2 separate regions of the Siniperca chuatsi genome follow, and region 1 is linked to region 2. Evidence: chromatin contacts called from public Hi-C data. All regions are on one chromosome and are shown on one strand. Each heading gives the region's core, a stretch centred on a gene start, on an enhancer-like site or on the middle of the called end of the contact. The rest is flanking DNA. Distances are from core to core; before and after follow the strand shown.

The links. Hi-C and Micro-C count contacts between places; a contact is called where the count stands out from the background.
Region 1: a contact with region 2 is called in a Hi-C map of liver, with 1.8 times the contacts expected there. The contact joins two enhancer-like sites. A contact is called at or near these places in 2 of 3 Hi-C or Micro-C datasets (liver and skeletal muscle).

Annotation. Positions count from the first base shown.
Region 1 is chrLG1:8,340,806-8,345,009 of ASM2008510v1, reverse strand. All of the region lies in intron 1 of LOC122881252 (zinc finger protein 609-like), which reads left to right. Among protein-coding and RNA genes, the nearest start is that of LOC122881252, 17 kb to the left of the region's middle. Within about 2 kb of position 1,854, the one cell type or tissue checked has an H3K27ac peak away from gene starts, as active enhancers do. A contact at or near this core is called in liver, where this site is marked.
Region 2 is chrLG1:8,286,283-8,290,485 of ASM2008510v1, reverse strand. It overlaps LOC122881252 (zinc finger protein 609-like), which reads left to right. Exons shown (of 9, transcript XM_044207205.1): 4 at 2,985-3,072. Among protein-coding and RNA genes, the nearest start is that of gramd2aa, 15 kb to the right of the region's middle. Within about 2 kb of position 1,590, the one cell type or tissue checked has an H3K27ac peak away from gene starts, as active enhancers do. A contact at or near this core is called in liver, where this site is marked.

The sequences.
Region 1 (4,204 bases), core at 605-3,104, 54 kb before region 2:
CAGTAAGTGAACGTGGGTGTCTGTGTAATTTTCAAAACTTTCTGTTTCTGCCTGTTCAGACTAAAACGCAACCCCAGAGTTTTCAAACTATAACGGGGTCAGCAGCGTTTTCAAAAGTCTCAGTTTTAGGGGTTCGAAAACGCCACAGTAGTGTGGATGCCAGGCATAAACGTAGCAAAAGTTATGAGAAAACGAAAACGTATTTGTGAGGATGTAGCCTCAGAGGCATGGTGCACCTGAAAATTTTTTTTTTCCATTGCTACTATTTCTGTGACTGTCAATGTTACGCCAAACAACTCACTTCCCTCACAGACTTATGGTTGTTTTATTTGCTTGTTCAAATGTCAAAGCACAGTGAGGTGTTTTTCTGACAGCTTGTTGTTTGCTTGAAATGCAACGTGTTAGAGTAGACAAAGGATCTGAAATGGATCTGTGTTTCTATAGTCCAATATTGATGCCCCCATTCATCCATCATGTGGCCAGCTTGGGACGCTTCTAGTGGGGCTAAAATGTATCTGGTTAATTTTTTATAGCCTATGTGAGCTGTTATCCCCTTTATTTCCTGGGCCTACTGTTTAACTAAAAAAGTTGACTAGATTGACTGTTGTCTGTAAAGTCGTATCATGGTTCAAAGGATATGCAACTCTGCTTTAGTTTTTATAGCATTGATTGGATTTCTCACTAGTGAATTGCCAATTACAGCAGAAAAGAGCACACTTTGAATGCTTGTTGCACAGTTGCTGCTTTGCCAGAGACTGGTGATCCATCTTTTCCTGGGACTTGAGCCCAGGTTACACTCAACTCTCCCACACACAAGCTATAAAGATATTGTCAGCTTTTGTGGCACAGCATAGTCTTGAGTGCTGCGAAAATGCTGTCTCATTTGTCTTTGGTTTGAAGTTATCGTCCTCTGTGTTCTTGGAAAGAAAAGCCACAGAAATTATGAGTCAATTCGAGCTGATTTTGATAGGTGATTTGTATGTTGTTGTAATGACGAAGCCCTGTCAAATTGAATTAGTATGTTTAACACACTTTTGCTTTCAGAACTGTCTTCGTTCATCCACTCATAAGCAACATGACCTCATTTATCACTATTGCTTCATTTGTTCCTGACACTGGCGATCTTTTCACTGCGAGTTACACATGACAATTTTCCATCTACAAATGGTTGATTAATATACCAGTGTAAAGAAAATGGTATGAGATTGTTGTGATGATTAAAGCTGTTCTACTATTTGATAACCTAATTTGCTGACAGAAAGCAGTTAAGTCTAGTGTGCTGTAAGCGTGATTTTAGCTGTAGGAATGCCATGGTCTTTTATAAAGATATATTTTTGAGTTGAGCTTAGTGTAGAGCAAGAAAGGTCTGTGAAGATGTGATGTGTGGGAATTCCTCAGAGCACATCAGTGCTTGAGCGTGGTGGCAGTGAGTGGGTGGTTCTGAGGCACTGTCCCCATTGCCCTAATCATACTGCAGTATCCACTGTCATCTGTAGAATCAAAGAGACCGTCGTCTCTCTCGGATGACACATGCTGCACTTGTGATATTGACAAGTAAAGGAGAGAACCTCCACAAATGACAAAATTGCTGCAGTCGGAAGTGAAAACGGATGATCAATTGGAACTTCAATACAAATGTCAATACTTTCTGAAAATAATTTTTTTCTGTCCACAACTGTGTTAATGTTAACAGAGTCTCTGCTGTCGTGTTTCATCTCACTGCCTGAGCACACATGGTAACAGATGTATAGAATTTTTACATCCGTTTTTAGTTTAACACATATTCCCATCAAACAGCTTCAGTTTATAGCCCACTGAAGTCATTTCAGGCTCACAGTGATCATGTCCTGTTCCTTTTACATGGAGCCTGGATAAAACATTAACTCGGATCACGGGCTTTAGTTGTTTGATTATCCAGGAGGTATGAATATCACAGGGCTAGTTTATTAGGCATTATGTTTTTTCAACTGTCCAATAGTGAAAACATTACTAAAGAAACTAGTACTAGATATTTTGGCACCAGTACCTTCTTTATTTCTTTTTTTTCTTGCTTTACATTTGGTTCACATCTGTGTTATCAGTTAGAAGAAATCCCCATTAATTCTACTAATACTGAGCAAAATAATCAGTTTTGTCATATAGTTAGGCATTGGTTTTGGGACCCTCAAGGTTTGACAGTAATGGTTGGCCAGTTGCCCTCTGCAACCATATTTGGACCACTGTCAACCATTTTGTGTAGTCTGGTTGCTATTTTTGGTAACCAACACACTGATTCCTCTGACCTTGGCATAAAATCTTGCCTCTATGCAAATAAGAGTGCTGCTGTTCTGTTTTGTTGGAAATGGCAAAATATGTTCATGTTAAATAAAAAATTTAAATAATCAGTCAATCGACAGAAAATTAACAGGTAACTGTTTTGATAATAAAATCAATAAATAATAAAAAAAACATTTGTTGTTTCCAGCTTCGCAAATGTGAGGTTTTGCTGCTTCTCTGTTTCATATGCTTATTGCACATGATAGAAACGTTTGCAGTGTGGACATTTGTCTAAACAGTCAGAGAAGCAATCTTGTGGCTTTAACATAAGTGGATTGAACTGTCCTGACTGTTTGGAAAAATATGGGTGGGTAACGTTTCACTCAACAGCTTAAGGCAGATTTATGGCTCTGTGTTGAGATGTTGTGGTATCTACGTGCGGGGCAATGGACGCAATATGGGCTACATGGAGACCACAAGAATTGTAATTGGACAGCTTGGTCTGCTTTGTGTTTTTTCCTACATTTTTCCGTTGCTGCTGTTATTTGTTGATATGGAAGACAACACAGAGTAGATTGAAAAATGCTCTATAATCCTCGTTTTCAGTAATGTTAGACAAATGTATATTTTGTGATCTAGCAAAGCCATTTCCACTGAAAGCCTTCTGACTACAGTCAGCTATGTCTATAATAAAGGGAATAAATGAACGTAAACCCAATTACTTTGGGTGTATAATAAATGCACGACATGGCCTGATAACGTACAGCACATCCATCTGGTGAGGTAGCTGTGCCATGACAATCAATGGGTTAAATTCTACGGCGAACTATAAATCAGTTCCCACGCCGTAGGCATATACAGCTGGAGCAGTGAAACAACTCAACAGAGAATCATAAATTCAGCTTTAGTGTTATTAGTCGTAAAGTGAAATATTGGGATCCTCCAAGCTGTGAATATAATCAGATTCAATATGAATATGTAGTACGGCACTGCTGAAAAAACGCACCTGTGCCATTGTCTCGGTGTAAGGTTTTACTTGTACCACACTGTAATCTGCCAAAGAAAATAGATTAGATGCTGTTATAAAAGGGAGAATATGATGTCTGACAGTCTACCTGTTTGCTTTGCATTTTAATTTAGCAGTCACTCTAAATAAAGATTGACGATGTTTGATAAAAGAAAAGCAGACAAGCATGTAGAATAGGCGAGGAAGATGGATAACTGAAGGAAGTTTACATTATTTACAATCTGAGGAAAAAGCAAGCAAACCGATTTTAGGGTTTTCAGGGTGACGGAGCATTTGAGCTCTGACCCAGTTGAATTGCATTTTTGAAAGTGGATGCACGTGTAACCTTGTCATTTACTTTAATGGATGACCAAATGGTCATAGTGGCAGCAGATATGTAAACAAGGCTGTCAGATGTCTGAATAAGGCAAACGTATTTAAACATCAGATCCCCATATTGTTATTTTGCAACATGGAAACTATGGTTGTTTACAGCAGCAGTGTAGTTCCAGGAGTTTGAGACCATGCGAAACAGAATACAGAGCTCAGTTTGCGGTGTGTCTAAATATTGTGGATGAGGGATAATGTGAGTTGAAAAGTGGGAGTGAACATTGGTGAAAAGGTTAAGCAAACATGCAGCATCAGCAAGCAATTATACAGTATTGGAGTAGGAAAAAATATGAAAGCCTCACAATACACAAGTCTAGTTTTATTGCTATACTGTGTATAACTGAATGGGGATATTTTACTATCAGTGAAATGCAGCATGCCACTCCTCCCCTGCCTTGCATACATATTCCAGCATTTCAGAGCCAGCAGTGATTGAGTGTGTATGTAAGTGTCAGCACTCTCTGTCAGATGTTACTGCCTACTTTTGCGTTTTTAGGAGCTAGACTTGCAAGATGAAGCTGCAGAGTTGGAAGGAAAAAGGCCTATTTAATG
Region 2 (4,203 bases), core at 341-2,840:
AGTCTCCAAACAAGCATGTCAAAAACTCTGCGCTTGGAGCAAAGAAACTGATGGAGTGAAAATTGAGCTATTTGCTTATAATGTTAAGTTTTACTGGGTTTTCTGTAGCATTTGTTAGTGATTGTGGATATGTATGTCCATTAGCAGTAGTTAAACATATTTTTCCTACGCCTGCATGACATTTCATATGCTTGCCCTATCCATGTGTTAGTAAATTCCCAATATGTTTTATCTAAATATAGTAATTACATTTTATAAGGTGCTTAATGATTGAGGGGATTACTCGCCTTTTTCCACTGATAGTATATTATTTTTGTCCAGTCCATCAATGATGTATTTAGAGTGTAAATACTCTGTAAATACTAATAAGATTGATTCATCACCTGTCGTCCACTTTTGCATTTATGAGGCAAAGTGTTTTCAACCCTACGCTGTGGGCTGCTTTTCACTGGCAGATACCTGAGAGTTGTAGTTGAGGGAAATGCAGGGAAATTCAGATTGTGGCAAAGATACAGGACAGTGATCCGCATCACTCAAAACAAAAACACTATGGAATTTCTTCTGAACAAGATTGGGGAAAGTCCTTGAAAACTGAGCTAAAGGTCAGACCCGAGTCATGTTAAAAAAAACAACTTTTGGAATAAAATGCAGTGTTTGCATTACAATACAATGCATTTTTAATGTGTACTTCATTTTGTAATGTACACTTCTACACACAATCTGTGTGAAATACATTAGCTTACACATACTCAAGTATGAAAATTAGGATCATTTTAAAGGAATTTTGGGAAATATGTTTATTGCTTTCTTTCCAGGAGGAAAAACCACTAAATACGAAGCTACTCCCAGCAGCCGATTATCTTAGCATAAAGACTGAAAGTGGGGGTGATAAATAGCCGGGCTCTGTCCAAAGGTTTAAAAAAAAAAATATATATATATATATATTAGAGTGGTATAAATATTCTCCTCTAACTGTTGGCAAAAAAGCAAATAAGCATATTCCTCAAAAGGCTCAATTATTTCTTTATAAGACAATTTTGATTAGTATGGGCAACAGTAACACTAAAATTCCATCCATGCTCATCCATTGTCACAACTACTGAAGTGAGGAGACAGTCTAACATGAAGACTGAATGCTAATTTAAAATGATTAAAGACTTCTAACAACTCATGGTATAATTTCTAAACCCCTTCGCTAGAGAAAGCAGGGAAGACTATATCCTGCTCATCATGAAAGACTAGTCATTCATTTGCCCCTCCTTGATTTACATCCTGCCACAACCAGCTGCCAGAGCCATTTTGTGTTGGAGTGTTTGGAGAGCTTAGGGAGGGCGGGCTGTTGAAGGTCTGTGTTCTTTTAATGTGACAGAAATCTGAACTCGAGAACCTCTCCACTAACCTGATCACACACAAACGACATTTGCAGTTGGATCTAGCCTTGACCAAGCACTCATGTTTTCAGCCCATAGGGTAAAAGAAGAGACTTGTGGCCAAGTGTCAGCAGGTTCCTGTAAACATATATAAATGCCTTATACACTCGCTGCTTTATGCCAGAGGCAGCAAGAGAAAAAGGTCTGAACTGTGACTTGTGTGTGGGAGGGAAAATGATTGTAAACCGGGGATGGTTATACCATTGAAGTGAGGGTGAAGGAGAGAGGGAAAATGGGGTGAGCGAGAGAGGTCTCCTAAGCTAATAAAATGCTCGGAGGGACGGAAGCTGCCAGCCAGCATTCCTGTGCCATTAGATAAGTTAGCTCACTGCAGCCTCCAGTTTCTCTGCAGTGCTGAAGTGGCAAGCTGAGGTCACCACCGGGGAGTGTGGGGGATGGTGGGGGCAATAAATTCAGAATGTTTTTGTGCACGGTCGTTGCTCCTAATCCTCTGAAGCTGTTTGGTTGATGATTTACTTTTGAATTTGCAGGCAATAGCTGCAAATTATCATTCATCTGCCTCTACCATGCTGTCTATTTAAAATGTCCTTCAACAACAGCCCCTCCATGCTGTTTTGTTTTTTTGCATTAACATGAATTGTGTTTACTGCAGTTAAATGTCCAAAGGGCAGGGTATTTAGCTTAGTAATTTTGTACAAATATGCATACTTGATTGTGACATTTTGCTGACGTGCAAGCTGCTACCAGCTAACAGTATTTGTTTTTTAAGGAGAAACATACATTGAGAGTCGTGTGATCTTCTGGAACTAATTTTAGATTTTAAATGCGAGGTCAGGTATCACACTCAGCACAGGTCGGATTGTGTAGCTCACACCGAGTGCTACCAAATTCACACTAGCCAAATGGCAACACAGAAGCTTCTAAGTGTGACAGATTGCAGCAATACCAGTGAAGTCAAGGAGCTTCTCTTGCACACTCAGTTACAGTCTGTCAAACTGAACACTTCACGTTGAATTGGTTTAACCCAGGAGTTTGTTGCTTGTTTTTTTAGAAGCTGTAGTAGTAGATCTATATTCTCCCCAAGGTAGTAAATTTCTGGGCTGAGATAGAGGACTGCAAAAAAATATTTGCCTCCAAATAATTCTCCTTCAGGGAAATCTCCTGCACTGTGAAATGGCTTATTTAAATGGAAAGGGTGTTGAGAGAGTATTCCCTGGTAACCTCAGTGTGATCATTCTTAGTGAGACCTTCTGCCAGTATCTTATACAAGTTCTACTATACTGACTGCAGTTGAGTCTGTTCGAAGTCATTTAGAAGATATAAGTCAGTCTTGCCCCTACGGCTTTACTGTGCGAAGAAGATTAAAAAAGGATCCTTGACTTGGATAATTGTCTTGCATATGACACCCTTTAGCAAAAATCAACGCATTGATGCATCAGCCATGATGCACTTTTTGCTCACACGGTACACGGTATATATGAATCTCACTGTAAAACATTATCTGTTGTGTTTGTATATTTTTTTTCTGTGTAATTTGCATTATTGCCTTAGTTAACACAAAATAAATGACCTCTTTGGTTTCTTGTCTCACAGGCATGCTGGTCGTCAATGTTACTTGGAGAAACAAGACATATGTGGGCACCCTGTTGGACTGTACACGGCATGACTGGGCTCCCCCCAGGTAAGGAGCATTGCCCTGTTCGTTTTTTATTTCAACTGGAGAAAGCAGGGGGACATAGTGATATTTTTAAAATATGCATCATCTAATCTGCACTTGTTCTGTTAATGGTACATCACTTGTTTGGTCATGTTAAAACTAAAGCTACATTCACTGACTTTGCATAGTATCTGCACTTTACAAAGAATTTGTCACACATAGTAGTTGTAAATGTCAAGGTAGAAAAGAATTCATGATTGCCATGAATCATTGATGCATTCTCTCTATCCAAGCTGCACTTGGTCTCTTGACCTTTTCATATTCTGTGTGATATGAATCTGCTGTAGTAGCGTCAGCTCAAGGATATATGGCCTAATGCACCAACTTGCCTGTGTGCAGCTGTACCTTCGAAGTCCATGTTAGTCTTTATCTCGAGTGGGGAAACAGGATTCATTGGCAAACGGCTGGTGTCCTAGGAGGTAGTAGTGGAAATAGAAAGCTACGCTAACAAGCCAGATTGCAGAATACAATTATTGGGCTAATAGCTTTTCCTCAACACTGTATAACATCCTCTATCACAAAGGCTGCAATTTCTTAGATCAGTGTTATGTGGGTGGTAGCTTAAAGGTTTGTAATTTCAGGTTATTTGCCTTTGTTATGCAAAATATACAGGTTGTGTAAAATACATTTCCAAGCACTTGCTTTGATTCAGAACACCTGCACAGTATCTAAATGTAAATATAAATCTATATTTGAAATGCATGGTTAAGTGCAATAGGAAAAAATCAAGATTAAAGCAGTGCTAATGGAAAACAAGGAGAGGCTGTATCACACTAATGTATCACAGTATATCACAATAATGTTCAGTAAGAGAGGTTTGCTGGCTTGTATTTGCACCAAGATGGTCTTACAGTTTGCAGCACGACTACATTAGGGACACACCATGAATAATTCAGAAAGCTTTCAACGGACTGAATATAAACTTGGGCTTGTAATGAGTCTAAATTTCTTTACCACTGTCAGACTACGGATGTATTTACATCCCCTGCTGGGGCTGAAATTGTTTGGAGAGACTTGTAGAGGAAGCTGTGAGTCATACCCGCCCGGTGTCTGTCTTTGTCACAGATTGCTAACCTTCACTGCTGTGCAGAAAGA